2 separate regions of the Rattus norvegicus genome follow, and region 1 is linked to region 2. The links are chromatin contacts, called in public Hi-C maps. All regions are on one chromosome and are shown on one strand. Each heading gives the region's core, a stretch centred on a gene start, on an enhancer-like site or on the middle of the called end of the contact. The rest is flanking DNA. Distances are from core to core; before and after follow the strand shown.

Region 1 (7,785 bases), core at 655-3,154, 600 kb before region 2:
AGCCTAAGCCACCTTAGAGCTTCCCAACTGCTAGGATTACAAGTGTGAACTTCTCTCCCTCCTTTTAAACTGTAGTTTTGATCTCGCAAAGTAATAGAGTATAAGATTATGAGATTATTTACTTTTTTACACAAAAAGTGTTCAAAGGTAGCTTCATTAACTTTCTGTGTCTCTGAAGACTTCCAACAAGTTTGCTCTGCTAGGTGTTCAGAAGGTTCCTCTTAGATTTTCAATCTGTACGACCTTTTCCCCCTAAGTTTTTGTTTTGCTGGGCTGGGAAGTAACCCAGAGCCTCAAGTGCTAGGGCATTGACTCTGAGCTAGGACCCTGCCTCCCAGCTTTTTACTCTTCACATCTGCCTTCCCATTCTAAATGACCTGACTTTTATGCTCTCTTCGTTTTAAATGTTAGCTGACCCTAAAAGTGAATTTTGCAGATGGTTTGCTTTTGTTTGGGGGAGGGGAAGTAAAAGACCATTCCCTCTGATAATAAAACCCTTAAGCCCATTTCCCCCCTTAGACAACCAAACAGCATCCCCTCTCCATCTGAGGTTCCTTAGGGCAGGCTGCCCCACAAACCCTAATAAATGACTTGGTATCTCAGGAAAGAGATCGCTGTGGGGCTGATATTGATCAGGTCAGCGGGTGTGTTTGCCTGCGATTGTTTGGGGGGTGGTTAATTGAGTCTCGGCCAGTGTCGTCTAGCTGGCGCCGGGTGCTTTTGGATTTGCTAATTTTCGTTAAGTGTCTCTAGCAGGCTCCCGGTCCCCAGTCTACCCAGGAGAACCCAGCGGCTCCTACTGATCAACAGTCTGTCTGTCTGGGCTTTATTGATCACAAGGCGGCCGGCTCTGGGCGGATGTGCCCGGGGGAGTCAGGGAGCCGGCAGAGAGCCTACTCCAGCTCTGGGCCGCCCCTTCCTGGCTCTGTGCACCCTACTCCTTCTCGGCCACGGGCCGGCAGGCGGGCGGGCGGGCGGGGCCCAAGGACATTGTTCCGTGGAGGTGGGGGGAAGTGTGAGTGTCCCAGACTTGCCACTGTCCCTGGTGGTTTCTGGGTCCGGCAACCGAAGCATGGCCAATGTCCCTCTGGGGCTCTGTGGCCGGGGCATGATCACTGATCGTGGAGGTTCCGCGTCCTGGTGGCCCGAGCATGGGAGGCGGGGATCCGGGTCTCGGAGGCCTGGATATGATCACTGTCCTTGGGGGAGCTCAGGGGCTAGGCAGCCCTGCATAGCTACTCTCTCTAGGGGACTCTGGGACATGACCACTGAGAGTGTGGCGTCCCTTGCAGGTTTCAGGTGGGACAAAAGCGAAGCCACGTGCTGAAGGCCGCTAGCCGGAGACTGAGCAGTGAGGGTCTCACAGCAAACCCAGAATCTACCTAGAAGCTGGGCTCCGCAGCGCCTCTGAGGCTGCATGCGCAGGCGTCCGCTGGGGGGAGCGCTGCGGCCGAGTCCACAGGGCTACACGTCGGCGCCAGCGCGAGCCCGGAGGCTAGTCGGCCGGGGCCGGCGTCTGGCCCGCCCCTGCTGCTGGGCCGCCAGGCAAGAGGCGTCAGCCAATCGGAGAGTGGAGGCGGGGCATAGGGCGGGGCCGCGCTTGGTCGGCTCAGGGCGCCGGGCGCTATTTACGGCAGAGACGCTGGCTGCCTGGCGGCTGGGTGCTCCCTCTTCTCGCCGCGGATACGTCTAACTCCGGTCCGCCGTTCGTGGCTTGTGCGCGGGGTGGCGGGGCGAGGGGACGACCGGCCGGAAGAGCGCGGAGCCACAAACGTGTCCTCAGTAGTTTTAGTCCTGCTCCATGCTCGGGCCCCCGCCCCGACACTGACGGCGCCCGGGCTTATGCGCGGCGCGCCCCGGGAGTCGTAGTGCAGCCGCGCCTGGCTCCCGGAGCGACGGGGGCGCGGGGCGTCAATGGATCGCCACTCCAGCTACATCTTCATCTGGCTGCAGTTGGAGCTCTGCGCCATGGCTGTGCTGCTCACCAAAGGTGAGTGCCGTGGAACTGAGTGCCCGGACTTGGGGTTGGGGGGGTGTCGGCCGTCGGGCTTGGTGAGCGGCGGTAAGGTTCCCGCCTTTGCGGTGGTCGATTCCACGGCCCGGGACATCCAGACCTTGGGGCGGTTGGCCAATGGCGAACTCCTAAACTCAGGGTCGGGAGATGACCAGACTCCGTTGGGCTCACATACCCCGACGGGACTCCCGGTCCTGAGAAAACGCAGATCCCAACTGGGCTGGGCAGGCATCTCTGTTGGTTGCCACTAAGTTTCTCCTTGTGTTTTGGATGTCTGCGTGTGTGTCTACTGTGTCCTTAAGTTTGCGGGTGTCTGTTTTTGAGCTGAGGCTTGTCGGTGTTCTTGACTTTCGTGCTTCTGAATTTCTGCCTTGTGTCCGTTTCTGAGTGCTAGTGCCGCGAGTTTCTTCGCGTGTCTGAATGTCTTGGAGAATGCGTGTCAACCGACCAATGAGTGAGACTTCTTTGGGAATGTGGGAGTCTGAGGTGCCTGTTGAAGGGTGTCCTCTTGCTTTAGAGGGGTTGGGAAGAATAGGCGCTGTCATCCATCCCCTTTCCCGCTCCATATTTTTACAGACGCTGCTGGAAAAAAAAGGAGAAAAAAAGTTTCTCCCCCTCAGCGGCGCTCACCTTTTAACGGGAATTTTCTTAACTTCCAATTTCTCCCCTCACCCCCGACTAGTTCTTTCCCTTCATTCTGCCTCCTGTTCTACAAACCCATTTAAAAAAAAAAAAAAAGGAAGCATTATTTAGTCTCTGACCCTCACCCCCAAACACACTTTTCTCTAATTGCCGTGTAGCAAGCCTGAGGTTAAAGGATAAGCCAGCCCAGCAAAGATGAGGTGCTACAGTATTTATTTATTTTGGAAGGAAGGGTGTAATTAGCCCTAAATAACAGCCCTTGCAGCCTGCAGAGGGGAGCCTCCTGGCCCTATCAAAGGCAGGCAGAACAGGGAGGCACTGGGGCTGCATGAAGTCACAGATACCGAAACTATGTGCCTGATAATGATATAATTAGGGGATCAGAGATTTCTGACTGCTGCGGACTTCAAAAGCTTTATTTAAAAGAAGCCAGCAGCCTCTGCTGTAGCCATCTTGACTGGAGCAGACATTTTTGTTTAATCACCACATACAGTAACTAGAAAGGGGCAAACAGAAGAGCATTGTTCACTGTTTTAAAATACCAGTCCCCTTTTGGCCTTTGCATGCCACAGGAAGAAACCTTATGAAATGACAGAAATATAGTTTTAATACAGTAATACAAAAGTCCATTCTCCTTGTTGAAATGTGGCTCCAATTTTTCTTTAAAGTCTTAGAACTTTCTCGGTTACCTGTCAAATTTTTATTAAGACTGCTTTAGGTCATTGGAAATGTAGTATTTTAAATAGGCGCTCATAAACACTGAAGCAGCAGCGTTTTACTTTTGTTAGTTTTCCCTTTCTGTACGAAATTCGAGGCTAATAGGCTCAAAGCAGACTTTTTAATCTGTTTTATTTCTACTTCAAATCTGTTTAGAATTTGTCAGGCCAGGGATATGTAGTCATTATCACCTAAGACTGGTGAACTTTTATGCAAAGAATACATGAACTGGGAAGGGGGAGAAAACAGAAAGGAATTGCTGTAGACCTTCCTCTGTAGCAGAGGAAGCAGAAGGGACCTGGACCGGTAACCGGTATAGCAAGGTTTGAGCTGGCTGGCTTTTCTTCCGACTGAAGTGTGAGCGGCCTGGATGAAACCGAGCACACCATGTGGTGTCCTGGAATTTGGACAGATAATTAAATGAGACACCTTACTCAGACATTCACAGAAAGGAGGAGGAAAAGGAGTGGAGTTGGGAGGTTTGGAAAAGCCAAGGCTCTCTGTGTTGAGTGTCAGAGTGGCGGCTTCAGTAAGTAGACTGATCTGCTTGGGACCTGCAACAGGAGATGTATGCAGGAGTCTGGTTTACAGTAGTGTGCTGTGGCAGCCAACAGTGATGGGCGTTCACCCCTTTGGACATCTCAGTTTCTTGTGATAGATAATTCTCAGGACCATGGCCAAGCCTGGAATCTTGCACTGTTAAAAAGATGTTAAAAGAGCCTTGCAACTCACAGAGTAAGTTTTATAAAAGAAACTTTAATCACTTCCTGGAGAAAAATTTGAGGTTTCCTTAAGGATTTTTCCTTCAACCAGCAGGGGATTTTCAGTTTTGAGTTTCCCTTTTTAGGTCACATGTTAAATTACATGTAAAGCTGAGGAGGGGGAGGGGGAGGGGGAAGGGAGGAAGAAGAGGAGAAGTTAGCCTTGCAGTTTTACATCCCCCACTTTTATGACTTTCCATTTGGGCTGAAAGAAATTGACTTTGGCAAGCAAACCACTAATTGTAAACTGCCTAGTTCCTGTTTTACAATGTTCGGACGAAAAGCTCCTCTGCATGAAAGGACCTTTATAGGCAAAGTTTGCCTTTTCTAGAGAGATCTCAGATAGCTGCCAGTTTCATGGTTTGAACCCCCCTGAGCTGTGCAGTTTCTAGATTGTTGTGTCTAGTTAATAACTTTATAAGGTGTCAGCTCAGGTTCTTACAGCTTGGCTCAGTCCTTGGGGATGCCAAACCATTCAGTAGTTCCGATCAAATATTTATATAGACAAAACCCCAAAGCCTGACATTTCTATCTTGCGTGGTTGTGTAGCATAAAACGAATAAATAACGTGTTGTTTACCTTATAACAAAAGGCAACGTAGTGAGAAACAGCTTCCCTTCAAACTACAATATAAGTTCATTTCTCTAACTTGTCACAAATCTGTTGTTGAGTTACAATATATTCCTAACGTTATCTCGCTGAAAGTTGAGGCACTGTTTGCTTTTGGAGCACTTCCGTCCCCGTGGGCTGCTGTTGGAAACAGTCGTCTTGAGTAATCTACAGTAAGTGTCTCCGAGTTTGGGGTTCACCTGATGCTTATGTCATTTCTTTGTTTTCAGGCGAGATCAGATGCTACTGTGATGCCGCTCACTGTGTGGCAACTGGTTACATGTGTAAGTCCGAGCTTAGTGCCTGCTTCTCCAGACTCCTTGATCCTCAGAACACCAATTCCCCACTAACCCACGGCTGCCTGGACTCACTCGCAAGCACAGCAGACATCTGCCGAGCCAAACAGGCCCAAAACCACTCTGGTCCCACCATGCCCACTTTGGAATGCTGTCATGAAGACATGTGCAATTACCGAGGACTGCATGATGTCCTCTCTCCTCCCAAGAGTGAAGCCTCAGGTAGGTCCAAGCTGTCCTGACCCAAAGCCTGCCCGATCTATAGGCCTCTGACAGCAGTGACTTCGTATGTCTGCTATTGATTTTGTTGTTAATGTAATTAGAGACACCAGAGGGAGAGCATGGCTGGATGCAGAGACTGTCTCTGAGTGGCTTTTATGCTGCCTGAGCATTAGATGGCTCTGCGTAATAGGCTTTGCCTGTTATTTGAACATTTTGAGGACATTAAAAGACCATTACATCCAAGTAATGACAGCCTGTAAACAAAGGCATTTGTAAGCATCTTTGGGTACTTTTGTAACATGCAGTTTCTTCAAAATGGCTGGTAAGTTGTCCTTTAAATGAGCTTTCTTATGGAAAATGGCTGTGTGTTCGTGCTTGCTTCTAGGAGGCCATCAGCCAGTTGGTTTGACCATTTCCTTTGTACTCCTTTAGGACAAGGAAACAGATACCAGCATGACAGCAGCAGAAACCTCATCACTAAGGTGCAGGAGCTGACTTCCTCCAAAGAACTGTGGTTCCGTGCAGCCGTGATCGCGGTTCCCATTGCTGGCGGACTGATCTTGGTGCTGCTCATTATGTTGGCCTTGCGAATGCTGCGAAGTGAGAACAAGAGGCTGCAGGATCAGCGGCAGCAGATGCTCTCTCGTTTGCACTACAGCTTCCATGGACACCACTCCAAGAAGGGACAGGTTGCAAAGTTGGACTTAGAGTGCATGGTGCCCGTCAGTGGGCAGGAGAACTGCTGTCTGACCTGCGACAAAATGAGGCAAGCAGATCTCAGCAACGAGAAGATCCTCTCCCTTGTGCACTGGGGCATGTACAGTGGTCATGGGAAGCTGGAATTCGTATGACAGTCGTGTCTGAACTGTAAATGGAACCCTTGAAGGCCTTCTGAGTTCTGCTGACAGGAGCACTTTTATCTGGAGACAACTAACTTGCTTAGTCATCCTGGAGAAACAAAATGACCTCTGAAAAGAGAACCTTGGGTATTTCTTCTGAAGGATTATTTGCACAGACTCTACAGTCAAATGGATTAATTTGCTTTAAAATTATAATAAGCAGAGAGAGGACTCTGCACACTTTCCCAGGGTTCTTAGTGTCCCAGGGAGGCACAACTGACTGAAATAAAAGCACTGTGCTCTCTGTAAGCTCCTACATATTCATTTATTGTAAAGATTTTTTAAAATATATATATTTTTGTCCGAAAATTTAGTGGTGTCTTTCATGAATTCAAACTTCAGACTGGGGCGTGGGGAGACCGACGGTGGGGCAGCACAGTGGTAAGATGCTTGTCTGGTGTGCTCGAGGCCCTGGCTGTGATTTTCCCCAGCACCACAGAAAGCCAACGAGTCAAAAAACATTTGATTTGGAAGTGTAAGAGAGTTACATGTTAATTATATGAATGAAGACCTGTTTACTCATACTTCTCAAATGTAGGTTTTGATTTTGATCATTCTTATACAAACATATAATTAATTCTCTTTGTGTAATAACCATTGTCTAGTGTCTCACAATTGTTTTCCAGAATGGTTCTGGTTTTAGTTTTCATCCAAGAACTTTGCTTGTTTGTGCTAAAAGTTGTCTCTGGCCCTGTGCATGCTAAACACTCACTCTACCACTAAGCTATGCCCCAAGCACTAGGAATTCCTCACTTACTTGTGCAGATCAGATAGGAGCTGAGTTTCTGAAGTTGCCATAACAAAAGGAATGTTTCATCAGATTCAGCCACTTTCTCAGCAGGGACTGTGACCGTGTCCACCTCCCCCAACTGAAGAATGTCTTTAGTAAAGTTAACCACTGTCTACTGTGACAGTTTATTTTGTCTCGAACCAAATTAAATATTTTGTCTCCCAAACTAGCCAAACTTTATTAAGCAATGCTCCTGGTCTTTAAACATAATTATACTTACAGTATCTGTTTCTAAATATCTTTTTAATCCTTAAGAAGGCTTTCAGTAGTGAATGTCATTAAATTGACATTTTAATAACACAACTATTAGGTTTCCTCTTCAAAATGTCTCTTTTATTAATATAACCAAATAGAACGTGACAGAACATGATTGTTAGCCAGGAAAGTAACATTTGCCTCCCCTACAACTTTTTGTACCTTGTTTATGGTCCTTACCCTCAAAATGGGTCTTCGTTATGTTAAATGTGAGAATTTGCCAGGTTTTTTTCTTTCTTTTATGTACCTGATTTTTTTTTTTAAACTTGAGCCTGTGGCATGCATATTTGAAGATGAAATGTTCCTGTATCTTTGCATAAGATACTTAGGATAAACATAATTTGAAGTTCTTTAAGAGTGGTGTCACATGCTTGGACTAATGAGAGCTGAGGTGACTAGCTGGGAAATGAGTACCTCGAGTTGTTCCTCAGGATAGGGTCTCACTCAGTGGCTGTGCTGTAACTCGACCAGGCTAACCTCCAACTTATAAGAGATTTGGCTGCCTCTGCCTCTGTCGGGACCCAAAAGTGGGACTTAAGGTGTATACCACCATGCCCAGTTTATATTAATTATTTCAAGT
Region 2 (7,731 bases), core at 2,733-5,232:
AGGAGTCTACCCACAATGCGGTGGCCTGAGGACATCATCCCCCAGATATTTCTAGGATGGCTCTGCTAGATATGGGGATGACTCCTCCTGCCAATGCACACAGCAGGATGGCTCTGCCCCATGGGTCACATTCCGTTTCCTGTATTTTTCTGTCTCTCTGGGCCATAGTTGGCTGAAGCTGCTTTGTTCTAAAACTGAAGTGAAAGTAGTAACTTGTTGAGTGCAAGCTGATGTACACTGCACCGACTAAGGGTTGTTGGAGAAATGTGTTACAAAGCAATAAGCCTCCACTAGGACAAAGTTCCCAGCTGATGAACACTGTCCCAACCCTTCCAAACCCTTCAGTGTTCCTTTGTGGCCATTGCCCAACTTTGACCATGGCTTACTTCATACCCTCTAGCTTAAGAGGGACCCCCAATCTTTGAACAATCATGAGAGCTATTTGTCAAAGAAGACACACCAGTATTGTCATAATTTAACAAGCATCATAAGCCACGGAAGAAAATGCTTTTGAAAACCATTTAACGATTGAAAAATAATTATATCAGATGACTTAAGAAAAACTGAAAGAAAGGAGAATCCCCTAAGGTCCTCTAAATTCATAGATATGTGTTTTTTCACTGTCATGGCCAAGTCATCCAGCTGTTCTATAGGCCTTATTCTTAGTGGGGCTCCTACTTCATTAAAACCAGTGGCACCAAGTTAATGGATAAGCTTGGCACAGACCTGGCATGAGCTGTCATCCCAATATCTAGGGAAAAGGAAAAAACATCTCCAAAGTTCAAGATAATGGGAAGATTGTTGGCACTACAATGTGATCTGGCTCTCTCTCTCTCTCTCTCTCTCTCTCTCTCTCTCTCTCTTTCTCTCTCTCTCCCCCTTCCTTCCTCCCTCCCTCCCCTCCACCTGTCTCTGTGTCTGTCTCTCAAAACCTCAGAATTTCTAAGCATGCAATCTTACTATTTCCCTCCCTGAATGTTTTATTTATTCAGTATTTCTACAAATCCTAATTTAGGATGAAAATCTAATTTTCCATGATTTGGAAATGCAAGAGGAAGTGATTACTTCTTTTCTTAGCTTATCTTTATTTGGCAAAAGAGTCTTGAAGCAGCAACCCTCTTTCTATCCAAGCATGTGGTTTTCAAGACATTCAGAAGTAGACTTCTCATTTTCCTCAGGACCAACCACTTTGTACATTATGAGCACACTTCTTTTTCCCTTGGAGACTAGTTCTTGAGAACTCCCTCCCCCAACATCTGTGCCCTTTGCATCTCAGCTTGCTCTCTGGTGCCCCTAACACTTTCTGGACCCCTCTGTCATCTTCCTTGATATTTCATGCATCTAGCATGCCATTTCCCCTCCAGAGATGATTGACACTGGTTCTTGCCTAGGTTGGAAAACTTTGCTCCTTTGCTGCAGCTAATTAGAGCTTGCTGGCCATCAGCTTAGCTCTGGGTTCAATGAGAGACCTTGTCCCAAGGAAATAAAGGAGCAAGTGGTAAGACACCTGATGTCTTCTGGTACATGTATAAGTGCATAGCCACATCTGCCTGAACATTCATTGCCTGTGTGCACACATATACACTGAAGAAATTTTTTTGAAAAGTTTGGAAAGTAGAGCCTTTATAGAGAAAGCACACTACTGGGGGGTGTGCCTTCAAATGGACATTGATGCCCTACCCCTTCCTCTCTTTCTCCTTCTTGACCCATCTCTCTACCACAAAGCTCCAGCTCACAGCAGAGATTATGGCTCATGACTCAGAAATCTTGAACCAAATGTCTTCCTCCTTTGTCCCAAGTATTTTGTCCCACTGGCAGGACTCTGGCTGACTCACAAGCTAACGTCCACTGGGGGCTAGAGAAAGAATTCTTTCATTAGCCCGTTACGGAAGGCTTTCTTCTGACCGTCAGGCTCCCCACTGCTGACACACCGTATACCAGGCTGTGGCATTGTTTCATCTCTTCCCCACCTTACAAGTTAGTCTCTGATTATGATGGAAATCTATATTTGTCGTGGATCGTGAAGAAAAATACCTTCCCAAACTACAAGGTGAAGTCTCATCGTTTAATAGCTACAATTAATATTTTGTTGGTTTTCCTCCTACTTTATCTACCCCACATATTTTATGTTGTAGTCTTCTCCTTTCTGCTTACTATACCACAAGAGTCCTGCCACAGAAATGTCTTCCAAAATAGTCACTTGGAAGAGCCCCAGACTCCCCACAATTCCCCATCGTTCATTTGTTCTTTCCTCTGCCGTTGTAACTTTGAATTAACGAACAGCATTTTCAGACCTTGGACTCTAGGCCAAATCCTGCAAAATATCCGTTTTCCTCATTGTTTACTCTGCTCCAAACTTCATCCAAAGTCTTCAATGTATTTTACAGTCTCTGTCATCCCATGGCTTTAGAGAGTATCAAGAGCTTCTTTGGGGTGAGTGTGAAGAAGGTTAGAAGGATAATGTTGATCACAGTCTCAATTAGAATCTGTTGTTTGTCATTAGTTGGTGCCATAATGGGGGAAAAAAATTACAGTTTCACTGTCTCTGGTCATAGATTAAAGCCAGTACCAAACAGGGCAAAGAACTCTGTAGAACGTGCCCAAGCCAGCTGCATTACTAGCTGTGTGCAGACAAGGTACCACGTGCCTGCACCTTTCTTGTCCTGTGGGAGTGCTGAGTGACATACAGAGTATGAAAAATGGGGGGACCGCACATTAGCTGAAGCACATGGTACAACACAGACCTGAATCATGGCTATTGCTGCGTCCCAACCAACTGGCTTTCCCTTCTCCAGTGTGTTCTAGCAGGGGGCATCTCTCATAGGCTTTGCAAACACTTCTCAGGTACAACCATATTCTTCATGAGATAAGGAATGACTGACTCGCTTCGGAGTAAAAGGAGTAAATCCTGACAGAAAGAGAACCATATGAAACTGTGGCTGGCTTTATTTAAAGACCTCTCTGTAACTGCAATTTCCAAGCTATGGAGAATAAACAAATAAATAAAACCAACTCTGCGTCTAGATTTTCCTGCCGCTTGCTACCACGTCGACACCGGCAGAGCAATCGTTAGTAGGGAAGAAAAATCTAAATCTATAGTTACCTTGAAAAGCATTCATGCAAAAATAAAGGTCAGATTCAGAAGTAATCTGACTTCTGCCTTGCCTTTCAAAACAGTATCCTGTTACGGGCTAAAGCAAACAGAGCAGTTTGGAGCTGACAGGCTGTGCAAAAGGGCAGATTGGAAAAGATTAAATATTTGTGCAAAAAAAAAAAAACCCCATGCCCCCCTTCACAACGGGTTGCCTCAGTCTGGAATAAAAGGGAAGGAAAGCAGGGCCTGGGGGTGGGGTGGGCTAGAAGAGAGCCTTATCTTTGCAGGGGAAGACTGGGCTAGGGACGGAGAATGTGGAGTGAAAACATCAGAGGGGTATGGGGCTTCTTTCCTGCCAGTACAGGGCTGGGCTCCAATCCTGAGCTCCCAGGCTGCACTTTTGACCTCTTGGGGAAGCCACATATGGAATAAAGATAAGTAGCTGCTTTGAAATTGCCAGGCTGGGATGGCTGAGAAAGAGGCACAGCTTCATACCACTGTCACCCCTCAGCACCAGCACATTAATTTGCAGGAGCTGGGGTGTGGAGAGGAGGGGAATGGAGGCAGGCAAGGAGAGGTGCCTGAATTAAGGTCAGAGAACAAGGTGCTGTGCACATCAGTTCCCTGAAGCAAGGCCTGCCGCCGGTGGGCACCAAACAAACCCTTGAAAAAAGGGAGATTCGGGGAGATTGCTAACAATTGCCATTTTCAACTCAAAACTAGTTTTTGCCCCAGAGACATTTCAGTGGCTGCCAGAAGCTTAAAACTTAAAAGTGGGGAGGGGGAGGGTAAAATGAAGTGAGGAAGAATGCTCTCACAGTACAGCCCTGTGCTGAGCTGGAGAGGAGGTGGTGAGAGTGTTGGGTGATAGGATTTTCCTGCAGACTTGGAGCTCCTCTAGGTGGCTGAAAGACTATCAGGGTGCTTCACAGCCCTCTCCCCTGGGGATACCACCCAGTTTACCCACATTTGAAGGGAATAGGAGAAGAGCCAAGACACAAAGTCCCTTGGGCTATTTGGGGCAGTGTTAGAGCTGTAGTTGGCCAGCTTTCCTCCTGACAGTTCCTGGGACACTCCGCAAAGATGCTGACAACTAACCAGCCTAGTTCATTGGGAAATTAGGCTTCCTAGGGAGTAGGACTCTGAGGTGTAAAATTTTCCTCAGTTCTCCAGTCAATTCACTGTGTGTGTGTGTGTGTGTGTGTGTGTGTGTGTGTGTGTGTGTGTGTGTGAATATGTGTTATGTGAGTGTGAATGTGTGTGTATGTGAGTGTGAGTGTGTGTATGTGAGTGTGAGTGTGTGTATGTAGTGTGTGTGAGTGTGTGTGAGTGTGTGTGAATGTGTGTTATGTGAGTGTGAGTGTGTATGTGTGTGTGAGTGTATGTATGTAGTGTGTGTGTGAGTGTGTGTGTGAGTGTGTGAGTGTGTGTGAGTGTGTGTGTGTGAGAGAGAGTGTATGTGTGTGTATTTGAATGTGTATGTGTGAGTGTGTGTGAGTATGTGTGTATGTAAGTGTGTGTGTATGTGTGTGTATGTGTATGTGTGTGTGTGAGTGTGTGTGTTTGTAGTGTGTGTGTGAGAGAGAGTGTATGTGTGTATTTGAATGTGTATGTGTGAGTGTGTGTATGTGAGTATGTGTGTATGTAAGTGTGTGTATATGTGTGTATGTGTATGTGTGTGTGAGTGTGTGTGTTTGTAGTGTGTGTGAGTGTGTGTGTGTGTGTGAGAGAGTGTATGTGTGTGTATTTGAATGTGTATGTGTGAGTGTGTATGTGAGTATGTGTGTATGTAAGTGTGTGTGTATGTGTGTGTGTGTGACTGTGTATGTAGTGTGTGTGAGTGTGTGTGTGAGAGAGTGTATGTGTGTATTTGAATGTGTATGTGAGTATGTGTGTATGTAAGTGTGTGTGTGTGTGTGTGTGTGTGTGTGTGTGTGTGTCTATATGAATGTGTCCATGTAAGTGCACACAAGTATGTACAGGCCAGAGGTTGGTGCTGGTCATTTTCAACCACTCTTCATATTATTTTTTGAGATGATATTCCTCTAGGCTCTGCCCAACACCTACCTAGTAACGCTTGCATCTCCTAAGATCAGATACAAGCCAGGAACCAGGCATATAAGAAGACCCCCCCATTGCCACATTTTCTCTCTCTCCATAGAAGAGATTCTCTAGGAGTATTCTCTCTTTTCCTCATGTGTCCCCAGAGGACATCATCATCTCTCTTTTCTCTGTCTTTCTGTCCTCTTCTGTCCCTTCTGTCTTTACCTCTTCCCTTTTCCAGGTCCCCTTCACTTCCCCCAGTAAACTTCCTTTTGTCCTAGGCCTATAGCATGGTGGTAATTCCTCAGGGAACACCTTGGCCCGGTGTATTCCTCATTAACCTTGAACTCCCCAGATATCCAGACTAGCTGGCCAACAGCACCCCATCTCCCTTTTTCTGCATCATGCTACCTCATTCTACTGTCGGTTTCCTGCCATCCCGGAGCTGGCAATCCAGGCAGATAGCCTCAAACCAGATTTTTTTTTAATTAATATTGCTGCTTGGGATCAGTTCTGGTCTTCATAAAACTTCCTTCTGGGGACAGACTTTCTTTGCATCTTGTCACTCAAAGAAGTACGTCAACTGCACTCCTCTTGTATCCCAGCCTCTATCCCAAGTCATTCCCTCCAGTTACCCCCCACCCCCCAACACACACACACACACACACACACACACACACACACACAAGTCTAGGGATGAACCTGGTCAACAAGGCAGAGAAGGATGTAAAGAAATAGGTGTGTCACCTACTGTCAGTCAGTGGGTAATTCCCTGCCCAGAGGCATAGGAGAGGGAAATGTGGCCAATTCTGCTGCCCTGGAGTCCCTCAGCAGGCATCACGCACACCCACACTTCTGAGGTCCATGGGCTCAGGGAAAGTGCAAGTACAGTTAACACACATGGTAATTATGACTCTTAATTTGAATATGAGAGATCTCCGGTTCATTTATAAATGGTGGAATCACCAGGTATTAAAAACCAGTTCCGTGAATGGAGAGACAGCTGCTGGCTAAGAGCATTTTCTGCCTTTACTGAGAATCCAGAGTCAATTCCCAGCATTCATGTGATGCTTCATGAGCATCTGTAACATTGAATTCTAAGAGATAAGGTACCCTCTTCTGACTTCCTCCTGGTGCACTCACACACACACACACACACACACACACACACACACACACACACGTGTGTGTGTGTGAAAATCTCCAGCTTACAGTTTTCCTAAATTCGGGCATTTGAGACAGCAGTGAACAGTGAGCTGAAGAAAGTGCTTTTATCCCTGAAACACGTTTAAAGAACGTGATTACTGCCTGCTTCTCTGTCTTCCTTCCAAGTATTTAATCGTCTCTCTTAGTAGTGAGGAAATAGGTAACGGAACCACCCTCCAAAGAAGAAATGCTCGGGCAGCAATGTGCACAAGAACGCCTAGACTTGTAAGTCACAAAATTAGCAGTGTCACTATTCCTGCAGACAGCCATGCTAGGGTCACCACACACTAGCAGTGGCCACCGTGCCTTTTAGAGTGGATAGAGACAGATTCTGTTCTTTAAGCAGCAAACACAGCCTTTTGGGCGACTCATCTTTCTAACATCGTAACAAAGTATCAAAGTATCTGAGACATTCATTTTATAAAGAGGAAAGTTTTACTTGATGCTCCTGTAGTTAGCTATAGAGCTGCGGTTCTGAACCTGTGGGCTGTGTGCCAACCCATGGAGGAAAGGTCATAAGGGTCACATATCAGATATCCTGCATGTCATATATTTACATTAAAATCCAATAGAGCAGCAAATTAATTATGAAGTACAGTTATGAAGAACAAAAATAATGTTATGGTTTGGGGGGTCACCACAACATGAGGAACTGTATAAGAGTGGTCGCAGCATTAGGAAGGTTGAGAACCGCTGATCTATAGGGTCACACAGAGGCTTGGTTATCAGCCTGTGGCACTTTGAGGAAGTGATATGACTTTCAGGAGAAAGGGCTAACGGGAGGAAGTTACAAACCTGGAAGGAAGTCACATCTCCAGGAGGAAACTAAATCACTGGGAGGAAGTTATATCATTGTGGGTATGCCCTCTGTAGGAATATTTGGACACTGGCCTCTTCCTGACCCCTTCCTTTCTTCCTGCTCAACAGGAGGCAAACAGGACTCCTCCATATGTGGTCATCTGTGGCGTACTTCATACCACAGCTCCCAAAGCAATGATACCAAAGGATACCTGAGGCCTCTGTGGGCCTTTCCTCCTTGCATGTACACCTGAGGCCAGGGACTCAGAGCTTTGCAGAGTTCAGTCCATGACAGGCTGTCCCCTTAACTTTGGAACCTTGGTGTTCTGTGCACATGCAAGAGAGCCTAGTATTGCTCCCTGTCCAAACTCTCCAGGTTCTGGCTGACTTCTGAGGACTGAAGAGCTTCAGTCCCACACTGTACTCTGGGATCCACTTGATTTATTATGAAACATCACCTATTTCTTGCTACTGTTGTCATCAGCAGAAAATGTATCCCTTCCTCCCCCCTCAACACAAAAGAAGACTCAACCCCTTCCCCCAACCCCATGAGGACTTTGGGACCTCCGTGGGAGGTTTAGACTTCTGCC

The links. Hi-C and Micro-C count contacts between places; a contact is called where the count stands out from the background.
Region 1: a contact with region 2 is called in a Hi-C map of liver, with 3 times the contacts expected there. The contact joins the promoter of Bambi here to the enhancer-like site in region 2. A contact is called at or near these places in 10 of 12 Hi-C or Micro-C datasets (the A7r5 cell line, the Rat2 cell line, Schwann cells and 6 more) and 1 of 1 datasets of contacts at active chromatin or transcription factors (oligodendrocytes).

What each region holds. Positions count from the first base shown.
Region 1 is chr17:58,815,122-58,822,906 of GRCr8, reverse strand. It overlaps Bambi (BMP and activin membrane-bound inhibitor), which reads left to right and starts at 1,904. Exons shown (of 3, transcript NM_139082.3): 1 at 1,904-1,990; 2 at 4,974-5,261; 3 at 5,694-6,160. The coding sequence starts at 1,915. The coding sequence ends at 6,112.
Region 2 is chr17:58,217,337-58,225,067 of GRCr8, reverse strand. No RefSeq gene overlaps it. Among named protein-coding and RNA genes, the nearest start is that of Lyzl1, 18 kb to the left of the region's middle. Within about 2 kb of position 3,982, at least 2 of the 93 cell types and tissues checked have an H3K27ac peak or open chromatin away from gene starts, as enhancers often do. A contact at or near this core is called in hepatocytes and liver, where this site is marked.